Linked DNA regions of Mus musculus: region 1 is linked to region 2. Evidence: chromatin contacts called from public HiChIP or PLAC-seq data. All regions are on one chromosome and are shown on one strand. Each heading gives the region's core, a stretch centred on a gene start, on an enhancer-like site or on the middle of the called end of the contact. The rest is flanking DNA. Distances are from core to core; before and after follow the strand shown.

Region 1 (5,755 bases), core at 1,799-4,298, 350 kb before region 2:
GATGTAGATGTAGATGTAGATGTAGATGTAGATGTAGATGTAGATGTAGATGTAGATGTAGATATAGATATAGATATAGATATAGATAGGAGTGATGGTGTATTTTTATATTCCCAGAACCTGAGTAGAGATAGGATGATTCCTAGGACTGGGTGGACAGCTACTAGCCTACTTGCTGAGCTCCAGGTTAACAAGAAACCCCATTTCAATGAGGGCGGTACAGCTTCCTGAGGAACAACGCCTGAAGTGTTCATACACATTTGCATACATGTGCCCCCATATGGGTACCCCCACAAACATATACATACACAAAGTAACTAATTCTGGACCCACTAAGATGGAACTGTAATTTGCTTACTTACTGACTTGAGATGTTTTTCAAGCTCATTGAAGAAGTTAAGCTGGCAGCTGTCATGTGGATCAGATGAGTCAGGTCAATTAAAAAAAAAACAAAAAAACAAAACCCACAACCCATCGCTGTTTGGTTTCTCCAGCAACAAGCTGATGATGTAATGTCTGCGCCTGCCTGCGCCTGCCTTTCTAGTACTCGTGGCTGATGTGAGTTGATGGGAAGAGTGAGTGTATCGACTCTACTTCAAGTCCAGAAGGCTCCTTTCCAGATGCCAGAATCTTCCCTGCCGTCTTTTGCTGCATTAAAAAAAAAAATGGTGAGTTGCAATTTTCCATAAAGTTTGTATTCACATCGTCACAGATTCTTTTTCGGTGCCTTACTCAGCAGGAAGCAAGCCCTTATCATGCTCATTTCTTTTTTATGAACAGGATCTAACAACCGTGGGCTCAGCAAGTGGAGCTGAAAACCATTTTTATAACATTCGTGAAGTACAAGTGATGGGCACTCTCCGTAACTTCTCTGAGTTTGTTGGGTGCAAAGAGACATGGCCACTGCACACCTTCTGCGGGGATGAAAGGACTGGAGGCAAATCAAGTTTGCAGTTGCACAGCATTTCTCGAGCATTCTCAGGCAGAGTAAATGAGGAATGATTAAAAACCGCCCCCCTCTTCCAACTGCTATCTCTTAGGGCCCAGCCTTGAATCAGCCATTCTGAAATCTCTATGCTAATAAGTTTCTCTAAGTGATTTCCTGAGAATTTACCTGTTGTGTGTCACTATTCCTTCGGAGGCATGAACAAGTGTCTACTCACCCCAGATAGGGAACTAAAAAACAGAGTTACGGGCATCATTGAAGTCTAACCTGGTGAGTGAGCTTTCTTGAGATCACTTACAGGAAAGGAATGTGGGTGAAGGGTCACTCACAGGAGCAAAACTGACTGAAAGACAGCTGCATCACCAAAGTCCACCCAGCATGGGTGTCAGCTCACCATGTCAGCTCACCGAAGCTGGGAACCTGCAACTCACTGCACAGCCCGCAGGCAGCTCAGCAGGTTGGAGAATGTCTTTTCCCAGTAGCTCAGGTGATCTGAGCCTCTTCAGGAAGCTGGGCTGATCTCTGCCTTAGAACTCAGGTTTTCAGGATTGCAAAGTCAGCTGACAAAAACTCTTATCTGCTTAGCCATCCCGCAGTCCTAAAGCAATACACGTTTCATTTTAAAGAAAAAAAAATTTTAAAGGTTTATTTATGGTATGTGAGTACACTGTCATTATCTTCAGACACACCAGAAAAGGGCATCAGATCCCATTACCATCAGATGGTGGGAATTGAACTCAGGACCTCTGGAAGATCAGTCAGTGTTCTTAGCTGCTGAGCCATCTCTCCAGCTCCCCAAAATTTTTTAAATTCACTTTACATCTTAATTGAAGCCCCCCATCCAGTCCCACCCTCCCCCATTCTCCTTTTCCTCTCCTCTCCTCTCCTCTCCTCTCCTCTCCTCTCCTCTCCTCAGAAAAGAGCTTCCCCCTCCATGGGTACCAACCTCCCTCAGTAATAGACTTTACAGTTTTATTTGTGTCTTATTATACCTTGGAACAATTTTGTTGCAAATTTTATAAAATCTCTCATTTTGTTTCTGATAATAAAACATATAAACACACTTCTGGAAAAGCTTTTGTTATGCCCTGAACTCTTCAGATATATGGATTAAAATAGTTTCCATTTCTCGGTTCACGTTGCCCAGACTCAATCCAATGTCTGAGTTTGGTGGGATAGTGTTTGTCTCCCCCACCCCCCCCCGTCTCTTTTCTCTCTCTCTCTGTCTCTCTTATTATATACTAGCGTGTGAGATGATATATATGTATTTGTATATATGCATGCACTATCTTCCTCTTTTACCTCTCTTTTTTTTTTTTTTTTTTTTTTTTAGTATTTAACCATTTGTGTAGGTGAACATGCGGAGGTCAGAAGACAACATCTGGGAATTTGTTCTCTCCATTTATTGTGTGGGTACCAGGGATCAAACTTAGGACACCCTTACCTGCTGAACCATCTGGCTGGCCTCAATTTCATTCTTTTACAAGGTTCATTTTACTTTAAGTGTGTGTGTGCCTGTGTGTGCCTGTATGTGCGTGCGTGTGTGTGTGTGTGTGTGTGTGTGTGTGTGCGTGCATGTGCGTGTGTGTGTGTAACCCATGGAAGCCAGAAAACAGCACTAAGTCCCCTGGAGCTGGAGATACAGGCAACTGTGACTTCATTGGATGTGAGTGCTGTGAGCTGAACTCTGGCCCTTAGGAAGAGCAGCAGGCCCTGTTAACAACAACGGAGCCCTCTCTCCAGCCCCTGCCCCTCCAACCTTAGTTTTTGAGAAAGTGCCTTTCCCTGAATCTGGGTCTCACTTATTTGGTTTGACAGAGCCAGCCAGCAGGCCCCCCAGTGCTGGAACTACTGCTATGCCCAGCTTCTCACATGGGTTCTGGGACCCCAAACTCAGGTCCTCATGTTTGAACAGTGAACACTTTCCTGTCTGATCCATCTTCCTAGACCCATGGGCTGCTGTTTTAAAGCAGAGCATCTGAAGAGTTCATGCTATTATTACCATGCCATAAACTTAGACTCAAACACAAGTCAAGTGGTGCAACCAGATTAAATTTTTGCTACCAAGGACATGGAAAAATAAAATAAGGGAAGTGAAGTATTTCCAGTAAAAATGATGATCTGTCAACAGATACTCTGTTGACAAGATGAAAATTTGTATATGTCACACAAGTAAGACTTCACTTGAATTTTGAAGAAGGAGGATGTAGAGGAGGGAAAAGAAGTGGAAGGGGGAAGAGGAAGAAGGAAGGAGGAGAAGGAGGGGAAGGGGGAAGAGGAGGAAGAAGGGAAGGGGGAGGAGGAGAAGAAGGGAGAAGATGGAGGAGGAAGAGGAGAGGAGAAGGAGGAAGAGGAGAGGAGGAGGAGGAAGGAGGAAGAAGGAGGAGGAAGGAGGGGGAGGGGGGAGGAGGAGGAAGGAGGGGGAGGATGATGAAGGAGGGGGAAGAGGAGGGCAAGGAGGAGGAGGAGAAAGAAGGAGGAGGAGGAGAAGGAGAAGGAGGAGGAGGAGGAAGAGGAGGAAGAGGAGGAGGAGGAGGAGGAGGAGAAGAAGAAGAAGAAGAAGAAGAAGAAGAAGAAGAAGAAGAAGAAGAAGAAGAAGAAACCTAAGAACAAAACTGCCATCTTTAGACTAAGGTCCACTCTTCTTTCTGGTTACTCTGCCATGCACTATGGCTGTTTGCTAGCTCCCTTCAACTGTCTCTCAGTATGAAAAGACCTCTGTGGTGGTTTGATGAGAAAGGCCCCCCATAGGCTCATATATTTGAATGTTTGGTACCCAGTTGGTGAACTATTTAGAAGGATTAGGAGGTGTGGCCTTCTTGGAAGATGTATGTCACTGGGATAGACTGAGGTTTCAAAAGCCACACCAGGTCCAGCCTCATGCTCTCGCTCTCTTGCTCTCTCTCTGCCTCCATCTTGCTAACAAAATATATAAGCTCTGCTGCTCCATTGCCATGCGTGCCTGTGTGCTGACATGTGTGTCATGACGGTCAGACTCACCCTCAGAAGCTATAAGCAAACCTCCAATTAAACGCTTCTGCCTGAGTCATGGCAGTCTTGAGTCTTGAGTCTTCACAGCAACAGAACAGGGACTCCGACAACCTCCTCCTGAAGAAATGTCAGTAAATGATCATGGTGTTTATTTCCACTCTTTTGTGAACACTTGGTGACAGGACACAAGCCCATCCTCACTGAGGGACTTAGGAGGGCTTGAGGAAAGGACCCAACTTCATCATCCCCTAACAAGGGCAGGGGAAGTCCTGAGATATCAGTGTGAACCGCTGGGAGTACCCCAAAGGGAAAATGGGGGCATTTCTGAGCTGGCACCACTTCCTGACCTCTGACAATAACTCTGTGTAATCTGACTCTAAAAATAAAGTAATTTTCACCCCTCAGCTGAGGCTTGCTGTCCAGACACGCAGAAGTGTCTAGAGTCCAGGCAAGTCAGTAAGGGCTGAGGCGAGGCAGGCACATTAAGCCCCCTTCCTTCTCTGAGGCAGGGCAGCAGATAAGAGAGGTCTTGGGAAGCCAGCCTAGTGTTCTTAGAAGCATCATGGCCACAGCCTGGCCTCATTCTTCCTTTACTGCCCTTAGCCTCGGGGAGGGAACGAGGACAGCTGGCTGATGTTTGCTGGCTGATGCTTTGTTGCCTGGTGCTCAGGTTCACCTGGGCCCAATGGATTCTTAGAGCTTGCTTTTCCATCTTTCCACAGCCATGCGCTAGAGCTGCCTCAATGTCACCCTGCTTAGTCTTTCTGTCTTGCAGACAGACAAGCACTGTCCTGTGCTGCGGCCAGCAGCAGTACTGACTATCTCCTGGTACCCACAGTTCACAGACATATCCCCAGTGCTCTTGGCCTATGACGTCAGTAGCCAGCCCTCAGAAGTCCGTAATTATGTGCTTCTCCAAGTCTAGCCACGTGACCTCCTTGGGTGACTTAGTTAGGGTTTCTATTGCTGAAGCAAAACACCAAGACCAAAGAGCCAGTTAGGGGGGAGAATATTTATTTGGCTTACACTTCCAGATCATAGTCCATCATTGGAAGAAGTCAGGACAGGAACTCAAACAGGGCAGGAACCCAGAGGCAAGAACTGATAAAGAGACTATGGAAGGGTGCTGTTTCCTGGCTTGCTTCCTGTACTGGCTAGTTCTGTGGCAACTTGACACAGCTGGAGTTATCACAGAGGAAGGAGTTCCCCTTCAGGAAATGCCTCCACGAGATCCAGCTGTAAGGCATTTTCTCAATTAGTGATCACGGGAGGAGGGCCCCTTGTGAGTGGTGCCATCCCTAGGCTGGTAGTCCTGGGTTCTATAAGAAAGCAAGCTGAGCAAGCCAAGGGAAGCAAGCCAGTAAGTCACATCCTTCCACGGCCTCTGCACCAGCTCCTGCTTCCTGACCTGTTTGTGTTCCAGTTCTGACATCCTTTGGTGATGAACAGCAATGTGGAAGTGTAAGCTAAATAAACCCTTTCTTCTCCAACTTGCTTTTTGGTCATGATGTTTTGTGCAGGAATAGAACCCCTGAATAAGACACTTCCCATGGCTTGCTCAGCCTGCTTTCTTATAGAACTCAAGACCACCAGCCCAGGGATGGTCCCACCCACCATGAGCTGGGCCCTCTCCTATTGATCACTAATTGAGAAGATGCCTTACAGCTGGACCTCATGGAGGCATTTCCTCACCGGGGGCTCCTTCCTCCCCGATGGCCCTAGCTTGTGTCAAGCTGCCATAAACCTAGCACATAGCAGTTCTCAGTGTTCCACCCTGAGGTCAAGGCTGGTTTCCGCAGATGCTCACGTAGAAGCAGA
Region 2 (5,738 bases), core at 958-3,457:
AGGTGACTGGGCTGGGAAGGGGGAAGGGAGCAGCAGACAGTGATGATGTCTGTCTGGTCAGAGTTGTCAGCATCTCTCCCCCTCATCCCTCTAAGGATAGATAGGATAGAGGACTGGTCATCTTGGTGGGGGGGTTCTGGCAGTGACCTCGAATGGTGATGTGAGTTCAGGGGTCAACCCAAGCATGCCTCACCCAGCACTGCTCCCATTCCTGGCCCTCAGGGTCCCCAACCCATCAGCCCTTTGCTGTGGACCCCTAGAGACAAGGCTGGGGTTAGGGTGGGGCTGGGGGTGGGAGTGGTGAGTTAGTCCTGTTGCTCACAGAAGCTGTAACAGCAGCTAGCTTTCCTCTGCCTGCCCTGCCCCGGCTTTTGAGGCAGTAGTAGTTCATTTAAATCCACAACAGCCTCGCTGTCACTCTGATGTTACAGGACATCTAAAGCACTGAGCTTAAGCGACTTTGCCAGAGACACTGGTCAATGGCGGAGGTGGGATTTGGCACTAGTGTTAGTAGAGAATCCCTGACGCTGAAAGAAGAAAGGGTGTCTGAGCACTCCAGATGGGGAGTTGTGTTCTAAGGCTAGCAGGGAGGAAGCCCTGGGTAGATGGCTGCCTCTTCTCTTTGGAGAAGTGTTTCCTCACTCTGAGCCACATCCGGCATGGCAGCTCTGTCTTCAGTGGTGTGACAAAGAAGTAGATCTTAACGCCCAGGGAGGTCAGAGGCAAGGCCATTGCCCTTGGGGATGATGAAGGCTTATGGGGGAGGATGCTAGAAGTATGTGGCCTTCCCTGTCCAGGAGCGAGACTCTGGAGAAGGAGACAGGTGGAAGGTTAAGCAGCCACCCCATCCCAGCCTCTGAGTGGCCATGTTAGTCAGTCTCAGGGTGTTAGCTGGGAAGTTTTCAATCCACAACTGCTTACCTCTAATCTAGGCCACCAGGTTAAACTCCCTGGTCACATCAGTGGCTAGCCTGGCCATTAGGAAACTAATGCATGGGCAAGTCATCAGAGATGGGAGCTTTGGTCAGTCATGTACGCCCACTCCTTAAACTGGGACAAAACCACGGCGAATTACAGATCTTGGGAGGGGTGGAGTTGGGCAGAAGGAAGGGACCATAAAAGAATGGATATGGTAGTGAAATGACCAGGCAGTGGTATGGATGGTGGTTATGGAGCAAGTGGTACAATTAGTGATGGTGCTGATGTTGCCTGTGGTGGTGCTGATCTTGATGGTGATAACGTCAAGGCATTCATTCTGGGGATGCTGTGATGGTGCTCGTAGTAATGGTGACGGGAATGGTGTTGGCCCAATTAGGGCAATGATGGTGGTGGTAATGGTGGCTGTATTGATGGTAACAGCAGTGCTCATGGTGGGAACGGACCTGTCAGCAATGGTGATGGTAACCTCGGGAGTGGTGATGGTTATGTTGGTGCTGATTGGGAGGGAGTAGTAATTGATGGAGATATTAACCACAGTGACTGAATGAATGGTAGGGAGTAGATTCTGTCATCGGAGTGAGGTTGTGTAAGAATCGGACCTCCAGTAGCTGGATCTCCAGTGTCAGAGGCATTAGGAGAGCTTCAGGGTGGCTTTGGAGGTCTCTGGATCTTACAAGCCTATTTGTCCTCGCTGATCCTTATCAGCCTGCCCCAGCCAGCTCTGTCGTAGGTGTGGTCTGAGCAGTGGGGAGGGGTTAGAGCCCGCAGCCCAGGGGGATCCACTTCAGCCTTCCTGGGACCCCTAGGCATGAAGGCTAGCTGAGTCCTGAGGGTCCATTTCAGATTCAGGCTCCGGAAGCAGCAGACACAGACATGCATTTTAGAGAAGTTCGGCAACGCTCCCAGAAGCCCTCACAAAGTCTTTAGCCCACAAACATGTACACATGCGTTTTCACAAACACATCAGGCTCCAGGGCCCAAATTTACGAGTTAGGCAGTTCCTTCATGAGAACTTAACAGAAACGGGGCACACAGAAGTTCACACACTGGCCAGACAGCGTGTGCGCAGCCAGTCACACGCACGCGCAAAGACGCTAGCGCGCCTCCGCTAAGTAAAACCAGCAAAACTCTGCGGAGCCAATTGGAGACTCCTTGGCCTGAAAGCCGGAGCAGCTGCCGCCAAGAGACGCGGTCAATTAACTTCTCCCTTCAGCCGGGCTCCCTGACCCGGGCCGCCCGCCCCCTCCCGCCGGCCCGCCCCTAACCTGACCCGCCTCCTTCCTTCCAGGCCTCCAAGTTCTCTGCCTCTCGTAGCTCCACCCTTACTAAAGAGACCCGCCTACATGGCCAGGCATGGGCTGGCAGAGCTGTCGGTTCAGGGTGATCAGGCTGTGTTCTTTGGAGTTTAAGGAAGAGGTAGGCTTTCTAGGGGAGTCATGAGGTCTGAGGTACATGGCTCTGACTGCCCCGGGCTGTCCCAGAGTATCCCACCCGGTACTCCTTCCAGGCAAGATGCTGGCCCCTGCTTCCAAGTCAGGGGAGACTCAGATCTCCTCCAGCAGCCACCATCTCAGAAAGAGACTCTCCCTGACCCCTTGCACTATTCTCTCTTCCGGGGTTAAAATGATGTTGCTGGGTCCCCGTGGGTGTACAGAGTGGAGAGAGGACATTCTTTCAGAGAGGTCAGCAGGAGCAAAGGCCTGTGCTGAGTTACACATGTCCTCCGCAGCATCTGCTAGGATGGAGGAACTTCCAGTGGGATGAAGGGCTCCTAGGACTGCGCCGAGCTGCATGTGGGGGTGCAGCCCAGCCCACTGCTTCTCCATTTTCCCTCTTTGGGGCTCTCAGTAGGAAGGGTGAGACTCTGACCCTTCACTGGGAAAAGCACCGGCTGACCACTGGGTCAGCATGGAAAATGGTGGCTGTCATGGTCCCCGGGGGCCTTGAAACTTGAAGGAATCCAGGCTGGATTTATCTCCTCAGAGTTCAGCACTCCTGATCTAACCCTGGATCACCAGCAGGCAGTCAGGACCCTGTGAGGCTCCATCCTGGGACATTCCACCATTCCCATACACCCCCCCCTGGGGGGGGGGTTACTAGACAAAGAATGCCAGTGGATGCTGGGTTACTGCTGGACAGACAGACAAGACAGCTTCAATTCTTTTCTCCTCCCTGCAAGGGGGCAGGTCCTAGCCATTGAGTTACCGTGGCTTCAAACTTTAAAAGGGAGGCTCTGGAAGGCAGATGCTCTCCCCGACTCCCCACATTCTCTCTGAAGGGATCACTTTTCGAAAGGGGGGAAATCCCTGGGGAGGTTGCATGAGTTTGGAACCAGCTGCCTCACCTGGAAGTGCTGCCTACAGTCTGACCTTTGGTTTGGCAGGTGGACGCAGACGATGTCTTTACCAAAGAGGAACAGATTTTCCTGCTGCACCGTGCCCAGGCGCAATGTGACAAGCTGCTCAAGGAAGTTCTGCACACAGCAGGTGGGGGTGGGGTCAGCATGTGAAAAGGGTGGGAGTCTAGGAAGCGGGGGACAATCGGGTGAAGGAGTTGGAGGCATTAACCTTGGGTGGGCTCAAGAAAGGGAGACCCAGCCAGAGTAAAGGCCTAAAAGAGATGGATCGGGCAAGGGTGAAGTCAACAGGCTCAGGCGATCCTTACCTTCCGGGACTCGGGAAAGTGCTGTCTGCCCACCGGAGCTCTCAGACCCAGGCATGGCCATGTGGGGGCTGGGGAGGGGGAGAGAGACAAGAGCCTTTGGAAAACTTGCTGAAAGATGTGTGGGTCTCCCTTTGCAGATGGAGAAGGCAGACAAAGCACGGGGTCCCAGTGGATTTAGATGGGGTTGGGCAAGCCAGGGACTTTGCTGAGGGCGCTGGTCCAAACAGGGTGGGCTGGGCCAACTTCCTTAAAGAGAAGATTAGCCATGCCATGCCTGGAAGGATGGGAAGCTCCTGCATAGAACCAGCATCCCTAGAACTAGATGGGACAGGGATGTGTGTGTCACTCAGCCGATAGCCTGGACAGAGGGCGTTGGACCGCGCGTGTGTGCGCGCACACACACACACAGCATCTCTAAGGGACCTTGGCCATGGGTAAGGAGGGCATCTCCCATCTTGGGTCTCCTCTCTGCCCCCTTCCGTGAGTCTCTTTCCTGGAAGCAGGTATGGGCTACATTGGCATTCATCCAGGCTTCTGAGGTCTGGCCAATCTCATCACCCTTGCTTACTGTCTGTCCTTCCAGAGCAGCTTTCTCTCTGGAGCTGGCTCTCGGGTTACTGGGGGCTGGGAGTAGAGCATACCCAGGACACAAGCAAATGGTGACAGATTCTCTATGAAGCAAGAGGACTTTGTTCACATTTGTAAAAACTTCCTCTGCAGACCAAGCTCCACCTATCCTGGCCCACCTGTCACACAGAGGGTAGGGACAGATGAACACCTCATATGATCCTAAATGGGGCCCTCTTCCTAGTTGTGGAACCCACAGTTTGGGTACATCTCTGGCTCCTCATCTATCACAGAACCCCTCCCTGAGCGAGAATGCTGTCAGTCATTGTCACCCCAGTCCCCATTGTCAGTCATTGTCAGTCATTGTCACCCCAGTACAGGTTGCCTGGACTCAGCTTCCCACGGACCCCAACGTAGGAGGGTGCCCAAGGTACCCCAGCTTGGGTTACAGCTGAAGTCACACAAGTCAGATAGTGAGGACTTTCTGGCTAAGGACAGAAGCCTCCAGTGTCTTTTCAAGGAGGACAGGTCAGGCCCCAGCTCAGGTGGTGTCTTCAGGGGCTCTTGTAGAAGCTGCAAGCCCCTGACCCGAGTATCTTCGGGCAGAGGGTGGAGAAGGTGGGCTCGTGTGTCCACTCCTAACACAATGCACTCTTTACTCCTGGCTGTGTCACCCACACAGCAGGCTAGCCCGACTTGGTTATCACCTTTACCTCCATCCACCTCTCCCAGTTTCTGCCATGCGCCCTCTGGCGGGCTGTTTCCTCCATCGAGGCTTTGCCTCCTGGCCTGCCATCCTTTCCACTTCCCAGGTGACCCCACCTCATATGTCAGTCACCCCCTTTGAACCTCTGCCAACCACATCTGTTTCCTGGTTGCTTCTCCACCTAGCAAACACCCCCGGGTCACTTGCTTGTCCTCCCTAATCTTCCAGCAGCCTGAGTGTCAGCATCCTTGATAGGATCAACTCATTGTAAAAAGGGGGAGCCGGTGAGGGGCCGGGCAGTAACCAGGGCTGTGGTTACAGCACAGCCGATGGCTAGAACCACCCCCATTTCTCCAGCCAACATAATGGAGTCAGACAAAGGGTGGACGCCAGCATCTACGTCAGGGAAGCCCAGGAAAGAGAAGGCACCGGGAAAGTTCTACCCCGAGTCTAAAGAGAACAAGGATGTGCCCACCGGCAGCAGGCGCCGAGGTATGTCTGTCCATCTTGTGCCCTACCCCTCCTTAGGCAGTCATTTGACCAGGCTCAGATCCACCTGTCTCCACCAATGTGAGTTCCTACAGAAAGTCAGAGACCACAGCTCCCTTCCCAGAAAAGCAGGCCAGGAGGCATCACGCATAGGGGTGGGGAGTCAGGTGAGTTGGGAGGCCTTGGCATACAAGAAAGTGTGCAGAACGGATGCACTGACTCCCCAGAGAAGGACCCAGAGCTGCAGGAAACCCGTGATCCACTGAGGTAAAGAGAGAGGACAGAGTCCTGAGAGACTAGTCAGGGAGAGATGTAGAGAGACAGAGAAGGGAACAAGACGCTCAACCCAGAAGTCTGGTATGTCAAAGGAAGT

The links. HiChIP or PLAC-seq counts read pairs in DNA pulled down with a chosen protein or histone mark.
Region 1: a contact with region 2 is called in an H3K4me3 HiChIP or PLAC-seq map of bone marrow-derived macrophages, with 5 times the contacts expected there. The contact joins two enhancer-like sites. A contact is called at or near these places in 2 of 39 promoter capture datasets (hippocampal neurons and stem cell-derived epiblast-like cells), 6 of 484 Hi-C or Micro-C datasets (the G1E-ER4 cell line, embryonic fibroblasts, embryonic stem cells and 1 more) and 1 of 115 datasets of contacts at active chromatin or transcription factors (bone marrow-derived macrophages).

Annotation. Positions count from the first base shown.
Region 1 is chr9:111,081,069-111,086,823 of GRCm38.p6, reverse strand. No RefSeq gene overlaps it. Among named protein-coding and RNA genes, the nearest start is that of Gm26409, 8.6 kb to the right of the region's middle. Within about 2 kb of position 3,048, at least 3 of the 459 cell types and tissues checked have an H3K27ac peak or open chromatin away from gene starts, as enhancers often do. A contact at or near this core is called in bone marrow-derived macrophages, where this site is marked.
Region 2 is chr9:110,729,225-110,734,962 of GRCm38.p6, reverse strand. It overlaps Pth1r (parathyroid hormone 1 receptor), which reads left to right. Exons shown (of 14, transcript NM_001083936.1): 2 at 3,323-3,425; 3 at 5,234-5,368. Among named protein-coding and RNA genes, the nearest start is that of Gm35775, 9.7 kb to the left of the region's middle. Within about 2 kb of position 2,207, at least 166 of the 459 cell types and tissues checked have an H3K27ac peak or open chromatin away from gene starts, as enhancers often do. A contact at or near this core is called in bone marrow-derived macrophages, where this site is marked.